2 separate regions of the Mus musculus genome follow, and region 1 is linked to region 2. A link is a contact called in public promoter capture Hi-C data. All regions are on one chromosome and are shown on one strand. Each heading gives the region's core, a stretch centred on a gene start, on an enhancer-like site or on the middle of the called end of the contact. The rest is flanking DNA. Distances are from core to core; before and after follow the strand shown.

Region 1 (4,734 bases), core at 54-2,553, 990 kb before region 2:
AGACTGGCTGTTGATCAAAGGAGAGAAAATACGGTAACCTAAAGGGACAGGAGGTTGGATCTCCTCCTGCTGGTGGAGGACAGAGGGTGAGGAAGCAGATGTTGCAGGTAAGGAAGCCAAACCTTGCCTCAAGCAAGATGATCAAGAAAGCCAGGAGCTAAAGGTCCTGCAGCTGCTGTCACTTCCTGCTGGGTCAGGGGTTAGAGGAGAGTGGTGTGAGGAGATTCTTGTGGAAAATGGAGCTGAGAGGATGAGCACCTTGGAGAAGCCAAAAAGCAACACAGCAAGCTTCAGGGAAGAAGAGATTGGAGAAAAGCCATGAGCCACAAGGAGAACACGTGGGAAAGAAAGCTTTCTAGATTGAGTATACCACAGGGTTTAAAATTGAATGGACTCTCAAGGTTAGCAAAATGGGTGACTCATCCTATAGACAGGGTGAGCCTCTCCTGTGTCTGAGAAGTCTTCCTAATGTTCTTTCCTGTTTCCCACCAAGGCTTCCTATGTTGAAGTTCTACTTATGCGTTTGGCCTCGTATAGTTTCATTCTTTGTCATTTTAAAAGCTTGTCCTTAAATAACTGAACAAAGAAATACTGAATCTCTATTAACTACAAAGGAGAATGAGGTTTTCTCAGCAACTTTGTAAGATGTAGCATCTGAGAGCCACCAAAGCCACACATGAGGCTACTGCTGAGTCACTGCAGCCATGCTCGTCTTGAGAGCCCTGCATGCTTAGGTGTGTCTCATTCTCTCTTTTCCTACTTTTCTTCCCTTTCTGTATTACTTTTTAAAAATATATTTGTGTTTGCTTCTCAATAAATCCAACTCCATCTCATACGATCTCTTTCAGAAATTTCTTTCTCTGGCAAAGTCAAGAATGGTGGTTTCACTTGAGTTGAGTTTTTTTTTTTTTTTTTTTTTTTTAAACATATTCCAATGCCCACAGCTCACATCGTGTGGCAAGCCTGTCGCCTGTGCCCCGGTCACTGCCACCTTGAACACTTAAGGCTGAGCCTCAGAAACATCTGTTTAGCAAAAGACCACACACATGATTGCATACTCTGTTTAAACAAAGTGCTCATGACTGGTTAAAAAAGCCAGAAAATGGGTTAGTGTTTGCCAGGAGAGGAGGCTGGGTGTGTGGAAATGGATTTAGACACGGGGCACCCTTCACATCTACCACTTGCCACCCCGCAGGCCCAGAGTTTTATTAAAATCCCTGACATTCTCCCTTGGTGCACAGCGAAAACTCCTGCTACTTTCACTTTCTCTAAGGACCCAGTTTTTTCCCAACCCCCACTCATCCTCTTCCTGCTGTGGTCGCCAGAGCCAGAAGCAGCCTGTCTCCCCGCCCCTGAGCAGGAGCACAAAACCAGAAGTCCCTGCCTTGTACAGGCAGCTCTGAAAGCCTACTGGGAGCATCAAGGCTGCAAACGCTGGATTGAGAAGCCGCAACTGTGGTAGGTGCGGGCATCTGGCTCGGGGTGGCGCTGTGGGACCCGCAGAGGTCATGTTTACAAGGCATAGGCTGAGTCCAGGAGGGAAAACAAGACTGCTTAGTTAGGGAAAGAGACAGCTGGGAGGTAATGTCTGATGAGCTTTTTAAATGGTGACTCCTTTAGGATCTCCAGCTGGCCAATGGCAGAGATGCAGATCTTAGGGCTGGTTTCTAAGCTGTGTTGGCTCCTCCTGAGCCAGGCCTGGGGACTGCAGGATATTGGCGGCCTCTCCACTGGTATCTTTTTATGCTTTCTATCAGTCCTTACCACCTAGGCAATTTGAAAGCCTCTGTCTTCTCCCTGTGGATCTTGCAAAGTAATCCCTCTCTTACTTCCGGACCCTTTAAACATCTGGGGTCTCTGGTACAAATTTGAGCACTGCTCATTCTCATTTATAAAATAATTCACTCCATGCTGACAGTGATCATATCTTTGATAACTTTATCTGAGAAATCAAATACCCCTTTATTTGAGTATGCTTACTATTAGAGTGCCAGACATCCCCCTTACCTTCAGAGAGCTCCAGAATATGGAGTAGAAAGGACAGCAATCAGTAAGAGAAAGGTGACACTTAAGAGAAAGGTGACACTTAAGAGCAGACCTGGGGTGGGGAAGCTGCACTAGGGAAGGAGAGCAGAGGCCCTGAGGCTGTCCTGTTCCAATGAAGTTGGGAAAGGGGAGTAGTTTGAACTCAGTGACAGGGATGGGGTAGGGAATGTTCTAGGTGAAATAAACTGCACTTCAAGGACTCAGAAGCAACTTTAAAGTGACATAAGGGCAGGAATGCAGGAGAAGGGGGCAAGCTGGGTTAGATGAGAGGACTAGCCAGAGAGTAAGTCTTTGAAATAAAGCAGCCCCACCTTTCCTCCAGAGCCCTGGAAGTCATAAGGGGAGGAGCCAGAGGATCCGAGTACACTCTCAGGTTGCTGTGTCCCTCTGTCTGAGGAATGGGAAGAAGTGTGGTTTGAGTGTTCTGATGCTCCCTAGGCTATGTGATCTGCATGTTAACTCAGTAGGAAGCACTCTGAACATATGTGAGGGTTCAAAGGTGAACCCTGGAACAGTGAGAGCACAGCCATGGGATGCACAGGGACTCAGAACTGGGTTAAAGTGTCAGGAGCAGTCACTTAGTCTGGGCCAAGCTGTCCATCCATCTGGAAGATGAGTCATAATCAGTAGAAAAGCAGCCAGGGTGCCTGCAGCTGATGCAAGGTCCTCTGAGCAGCTACTGCAGGGGAATGCTCCCCAATACACAACACAGTAATAATGCTAGCTTGTCTTTGGGTCTCATTTAGCATCTCAGTGTCTTTTCTGTAGCATCTCGAAAGTGGGGAGGATACTGTCTAATTCTTCATGGGTAACACAGGAGTCTTCACAGGCAGCGTCCAGGATACAGAGTTGCTGAGTCAGGCAAGAGGACCCAATGTTCCTGGTTGTTTTCTTCTTCGTTTCCTCTTCTTCCTTCTTCAAACTCTATTGTCTTCAGAAGAGAGGCGTTGGTCTGTATGGGAGAAGGCTGAATACCACCTCTCTCTGCTGTGTTTTGTGTTTGTGCTCCTGATGATCTTGCGTTCTCCCTGTGCAGATGAGAAGAAGCTAGTTTGGTTTGCTGCAATGACCACACTTAGCTAATAACCTTAAAATTGGAAGGACTGTAATCTAGAATGAATTTTTGAAATCTAATTTAAGGTACCTATGACCTTTGAAATGACAACCAGAAACAGAGTCCCAGATTTCCCTGCCTGAGAACAATGAACCTTCAGCTCTACGTTGATTTTTATATCTCCTTTCCCTCCAGACTCTGCATCATGAATACTCTGTCTGAAGGAAATGGCACCTTTGCCATCCATCTTTTGAAGATGCTATGTCAAAGCAACCCTTCCAAAAATGTATGTTATTCTCCTGCGAGCATCTCCTCTGCTCTAGCTATGGTTCTCTTGGGTGCAAAGGGACAGACGGCAGTCCAGATATCTCAGGTATGTTCTCTGTCATAGTCACACCCGAGTCACATGCATAAGAACTGCTGAGAAGGGACAGAAGGAATGTGCACACACTGTTTCATGGGGCAGGGGCTAAAGAGGAAGGACAGAGTCTCCTCCAATAAGACTTCTTTAAGGGCAATGAGATTTCCTGAGTCATAACTTGGGGTGACTCTCAGTACATTGTCTAGAATCTAATTAACAGTGGTGCATGAATAATTTTATACTATACTTGGTGTTACAGGCCTTTAATTACAGCTACTAAGGAGACTGAGATATGAAGATACCAAGTCTGAGACTACCCTGGGCAAATTAGTTCTAGAAAAATTAAGACGTTAAAAAAAAAAGATGGAGGGAAGGTCTTAGGGTTATAACTTAGGTACAGTCTCAAGTACTGCAATTTGAGAAAATAAAAAGATGTTTAAATTATTTGAAAGAGAGTTTGCTGGGATCTATTTTATTTTTTAGAGCAACAGTCTTTGTAATTAATTGTTTGCAAGGAAAGATAATTCCTTCTCTTTATTTTGTCTAATATGCCTTGCTTCAGCTAAAATACTGAAGGGGGCAAATGTGTGGAGCTAGTCCATGTCCTAACTGGACATTGGGTTCATTACTTTTTGACAAGCATCCTGAGAGCATTCCAAATTAGGAATGGGTTCCTGACCTCACAGCGTTCCTGAACAGGCAGGAGCCATTTGTCTGAGAAAAAAAGCAAGCAAGCAAACAAACAAACAAAAACAGAAACAAATTGTCAGCATTCAGCTTCACAGTGGGAAGTCATCACTGTTGCTCTGTGGTCTGCCAGGACTTTCTTTCTCATGAAGATCCTTTCGGGTGTAAGTGCTCGGTCTCGTCATCTCCAAACATAGTCCACGAGGCCATGCATGTGTAGAGAGGCTTCTCCCTAATTGGTCCTCATGGTCTTTTCTAGGTTCAGGTTCACTAATCAACTCATATACAGATCTTATGTATGTATATAACATGTATGCTCATGTATAGCGTGTGTGTGTGTGTGTGTGTGTGTGTGTGTGTGTGTGTGTACATGCCCTTGTATATACCTCTTGTTGGGGGTGGGAGGAGTCAGTTCTGGTTGTCTTACTCTCTCTCATCAGGCTCCTCCCAGTGCTGGGATGACCCCCATGCACCACTGGGCCCATCTTCTATGCTTATTGAGACTCCAACTCAGATGCTCATGTACTTTACTTTCTGAGTCATCTCATCACCTTGACAATTCCTTTGGAAACAAATTGTTTTATTA
Region 2 (4,603 bases), core at 622-3,121:
TGCTCAGTAATAGCCTGATGCTTTGTGAGTCAGAGATTCTTTTGCTAGTTGTCTTAGTAGATTTCTATTGCTGTGAAGACACCATGACCACAGCAATTCCTTTTCTTTTTCTTAATAATTTATTTTTATGTACATTGGTGTCTTGATTGCATGTGTGAGGGTGTCAGATCTCCCTAGAACAGGAATTACAGACAGTTGTGAGCTGACGGGTGGGTACTGGGAATTGAACCCAAGTCCTCTGGAATTGCAGCCAGTGCTCTCTTCTTTATTATTGTTATTAAAATTTTATTTTTATTAAATCATTCCTCTCATTTATATCTCAAATGATATCCCCTTCCTGGTTACCCCTCCACAACACCCCCATCAGCCCTCTCTCCCCTCCCCTTTGCCTCTGTGAGGGTGCTCCCCCACCACCCACCCACTCCCATCACACCACCCCAGCATCCCCCTATGCTGAGGCATCAAACCTCCACAGGACCAAGAGCCTCCCCTCCCATTGATGTCAGACAAGGCCATCCTCTGCTACATATGTATATGGAGTCATGGATTCCCTCCCTGTATACTCCTTGGTTGGTGGTCTAGTCCCTGGGAGCACTGGGTGGTCCAGCCAGCCAACACTGTTCTTCCTATGGGGTTGCAATCCCCCTCCGCTCCTCCAGTCTTTCTGTCAGCTCCCCCACTAGGGTCCCTGAGCTCAGTCTGATGATTGGCTCTAAGCATCCACATTTGCATTGGTCAGATGCTGGCAGAACCTCCCAGGGAACAGCCACACCAGGTTCCTGTCAGCGTGCACCTTTTAGCAACAGCAACAGTGTCTGGTTTGGTGTCTGCAGACAGAATGGATGCCCAGGTGGGGAGGTCCCTAGATGGCCCTTCCTTTAGTCTTGCTTTATTTTTTGTCCCTGTCTTTCCTTTGGACAGAAACATTTCTGGGTTAAAAATTCTGAGATGAGTGGGTGGCCCCATGCCTTGACTGGGGCTATGCCTATCTACTAGAAGTGGTCTCTACAGGTTCCCTTCACTGTGCATTTCAAATTTTGGCAAAAGTCATCCCCCTTGGGTCCTGGGAGCCTCTCACTTCCGTGGCATCTGGTACCCTCCAGTGCAGCAAGAGCTTTTTAACCCCCGAGCCACCTCTCCAGGCCCCTTACCATAATTCTTAAAGAAAACATTTAACTGGGGCTTGCTTACAATTTTAAAGGTTTAGGCCATTATTGTCATGGTGGGATGCACGGTGACATGGTGACATGCAAGTAGACACAATGCTGAGAAGTAACTGAGAATTCTACATCTGGATCTGCCAGCAACTGGCAGAGAGAAAACCACTGGGACTAGGCTAGGCTTTTGAAACTCCAAAGCCCACCCACAGTGACACACTTCCTCCAACAAGGCCACATCTACCCCAGCAAAGCCAGACCTCCTTATGTCACTCCCTAAACATTCAAATATACGCATATGGGGTCCATTCTTATTCAAACCACCATAATGGGTACCTAGCTGAGATTAAACCTTGCTAAGACTGAGCCCCCCTTCCCCACACTTTAGTAGACAAGTTATTCTACAAATGCTCTCCTATGGCAGCAAAACTTCTATCAGATAAACCACTATGAACACTAATCTAAATGCATTACTAAAATGAAAAAGTAGGGAAGTGGGAAAGCATATCTCAACGGCAAAACTAGTCACTTACAGCAGAGTGATAGGCAAGTGTGGCACCTCGGGCTGCTCTGGCCTCGTGTTTACAGCAGCAACTGGACAAACGGAGTCAAACTAACTACATTACAGGTGCGATGTGAGCAGATACTCAGGCCTTGTTAAGGAGTTGGTAACACCCCTATAATTCCAGCACTTGGCTGTAGAGACAGGAGGACTGCTGTGTTCACTCCAATCAAGCCTCTTTCCAAAGTAGGTTCTAGCAAGCCTGGGTTACATTAGGGAGATCTTATCTTAACAAAAGAAAAATATTTGCATATACAAACAAAAAACAAAAGAGACCATTTATAAAGGCCCACCCTTGTGAAAAGGTAGAAAATTCTGTCTTTAATAGTAAACAGGCTATCTCTGTCTTAGTTTTGAATGAGAAAAAAATCCTGACCTATACCATAAAATCTTGGCTTGAACCTATGGCATCCACATCTACAATGTCAGAAGAATTTTAAAAGAAGTGGCCTCAAATGAATCAATGAGATCAATCTTTGGTATAGGAAATAAAGATCATAAATTCCTTCTGAAGAGAAACATCATTCCCTAACTACAGGCATTTTCTAGTGCTAAGATGAGCTTCCTATAAACCTTCCAAAATCACCAAGCACAAAAAGAAGTAAAACATGACTTTGACTAAACACAAGTCACTCATGAGTTTCACATAGTGGCAATATGAGACATATCACATAAATAAACACATATAAAGTGTTTACACACATTCAAAAGTGAGCAAACTTCAAAGTAATACATCTTTCAGAGTTGAAATACATAAAGGTTGAAATTAAACACTGGCCAGGTAAACTAGTAGGCACACAGGTGAGAGAATTAATGAGCTAAAAAGAACTGAACAGATGCTAGATAGATGGAGGACTTTGTGGTTAAAGTGCTTACTGTGCCAGCATGGGAATCTGAGTTTGGGTCTTGAGCAAACACCCAAAAAACTGGGTATGTGCTTGGAACCCCAGTGCTAGAGAGTAGAGACAAACAGATCCCAGCCTTTGCTGTCCAGCCCTTCCAACCAAAAGGTCATGTGCCAAGTTCAGTGACAGAGCATGTCTCAAAAAGTAAGTGACTGAGGAAGCCATCCCAACAGTTAACCTTAGGCCTCCACAGAAGCAAGTTCACCACCACCACCACCCTTCCCCCACAAACATCTGACCAAGTAAGAAGAGAAATGAAAACTACAAAAATTAGAGGCATGGCAAATTGAGGAAAGAAGACATAAATGTTATAGAAAACATTAATTGGTTGTCAAGTTTAATAAATACCACATGGATCAAGCAGCACAAATAAAAACAACTATTAGACATAGCACAGTGAAGCCATCCAACACACAGGAAACATGAAAATGACTGCAAAAATGAAAAACCAGATATAGACCTTAAGAGAAAAATTCAGACATTTAACAGATTAAAATGAGACAGTTTTCAATGAACATACATTACTAAAGAAATTTCTTAAGAGTATATGTCTTTCAGAAGGGCAATAATATAAGAAATGATAGAGTGAAATGCAGAGGACATGGGGAACAAGGACAGTGGGGAATGTATTAACCCTACACAAATAATTTAGTATGAAATTATTATAATATTGTCCAATTCAGTGTGGTAGCTGAGGCAAGGGATTGCAGTGATAATACTCAGGAAATAATGTGTAAAATGGCATAATCTAAAATAAAAACAGCCACTTCAAGTGGCATGTATATATTCAGGTTACTAGAGTTATCTAAAATAGAAGCTAATGGCCAACTTAGCAGAGGAGAAAATAGAATTTTTTTTTAATCCAATTGCCCAAAAGAAAGTAAGAATGGAAGAAAACTGACAGATATGATGGCATGTATTTGTGAATCTAGTATTTAGGAGGCAAAGGACCAGGAATTCAAGGTCAGCTTTAGCTACATAGTAATTTCAGGGCCAGCCTATGCTACATGAGACCCTGTCACAAATAGCAAAAGCAGAAAGAGAGGGGTGAAAAGGGGAGAAAAGCAGGGAAGAAAGGAAAAAAGAAAGCAGGAGAGATGGGTATGGTTATATATGCTTGGCCCAGGGAGTGGCACTATTAGGAGGTGTGGCCTTGTAGTAGGTGTGTCACTGCTGGCATGGGAGGCCAGTCTCACCCTGTTTGTCTTCAGATGAAGATGTAGAACTCTCAGTTCCCCCTGCACCATGCCTTCCTAGATGCTGCCAAACTCCTGCCTTGATGATAATGGACTGAACCTTTGAACCTGTAAGCCAGCCCCAATTAAAAGTTGTCCTTATAAGAGTTGCCTTGGTCATGGTATCTATTCACAGCAGTAAAACCCTAAGACAGAAGGGAATAAATAAGATAAACTGAAGGCACATGATATGCAATGGTGGGGCAAAAAACAAGAAAGGGTAAATATGGAAAAGAATAAATCATAGAAATACAGATATGCTGGGTATAGCAACATTTCTTTTATAATAGTCTACATATAGATGTGGCCCCATAAAATTAATGTGGAGCAGAAGAATTCCCATTATGAAGGACACATAGCTTCCACCACACTATACTGTACTCCATTACTCCCGTGTCTGTAGTGATAGTATAGTGACTTTGGTGTTGACATAAAATTCATAAACCACAGGCAGGTGAATTTAATTTTGAAATTAAGTTTGCTGTCTCGGCTGATATTCTGGTCCATTTCTTTTCTTTGTGATGCAGAGATGTTAGGATGTTTCCTTCCATAGTATTTTACATTTTCAGTTTACCTGGTTTTACTATTTTCTTTTTCCTCCATTCTCATCTTCCTTTAAATGACCTCATTTTAAATTCCAGTTAAACCTTCTACTAATTTGGTCCCCATATTGTCAAATGAAAAATTTACTCTCTAGTCCTGGGTAGGCCGCCCTGATCTGAAGCATCCCTGAGACCTATAGTT

Evidence for each region. Promoter capture Hi-C pulls out the DNA fragments that hold promoters and counts their contacts.
Region 1: a contact with region 2 is called in a promoter capture Hi-C map of embryonic stem cells, with 3 times the contacts expected there. The contact joins the promoter of Serpinb9 here to the enhancer-like site in region 2. A contact is called at or near these places in 3 of 39 promoter capture datasets (cranial neural crest, embryonic stem cells and second pharyngeal arch cranial neural crest).

What each region holds. Positions count from the first base shown.
Region 1 is chr13:33,003,238-33,007,971 of GRCm38.p6, forward strand. It overlaps Serpinb9 (serine (or cysteine) peptidase inhibitor, clade B, member 9), which reads left to right and starts at 1,304. Exons shown (of 7, transcript NM_009256.3): 1 at 1,304-1,458; 2 at 3,296-3,473. The coding sequence starts at 3,306. It overlaps Gm36181 (a long non-coding RNA gene), which reads right to left and starts at 2,570. Exons shown (of 3, transcript XR_382177.2): 1 at 2,358-2,570.
Region 2 is chr13:33,988,145-33,992,747 of GRCm38.p6, forward strand. Nqo2 (N-ribosyldihydronicotinamide quinone reductase 2) reads left to right here. Exons shown (of 7, transcript NM_001163241.1): 7 at 1-321. It also overlaps a transcript of Serpinb6a not described here. Among named protein-coding and RNA genes, the nearest start is that of Ripk1, 12 kb to the right of the region's middle. Within about 2 kb of position 1,872, at least 1 of the 459 cell types and tissues checked has an H3K27ac peak or open chromatin away from gene starts, as enhancers often do. A contact at or near this core is called in embryonic stem cells, where this site is marked.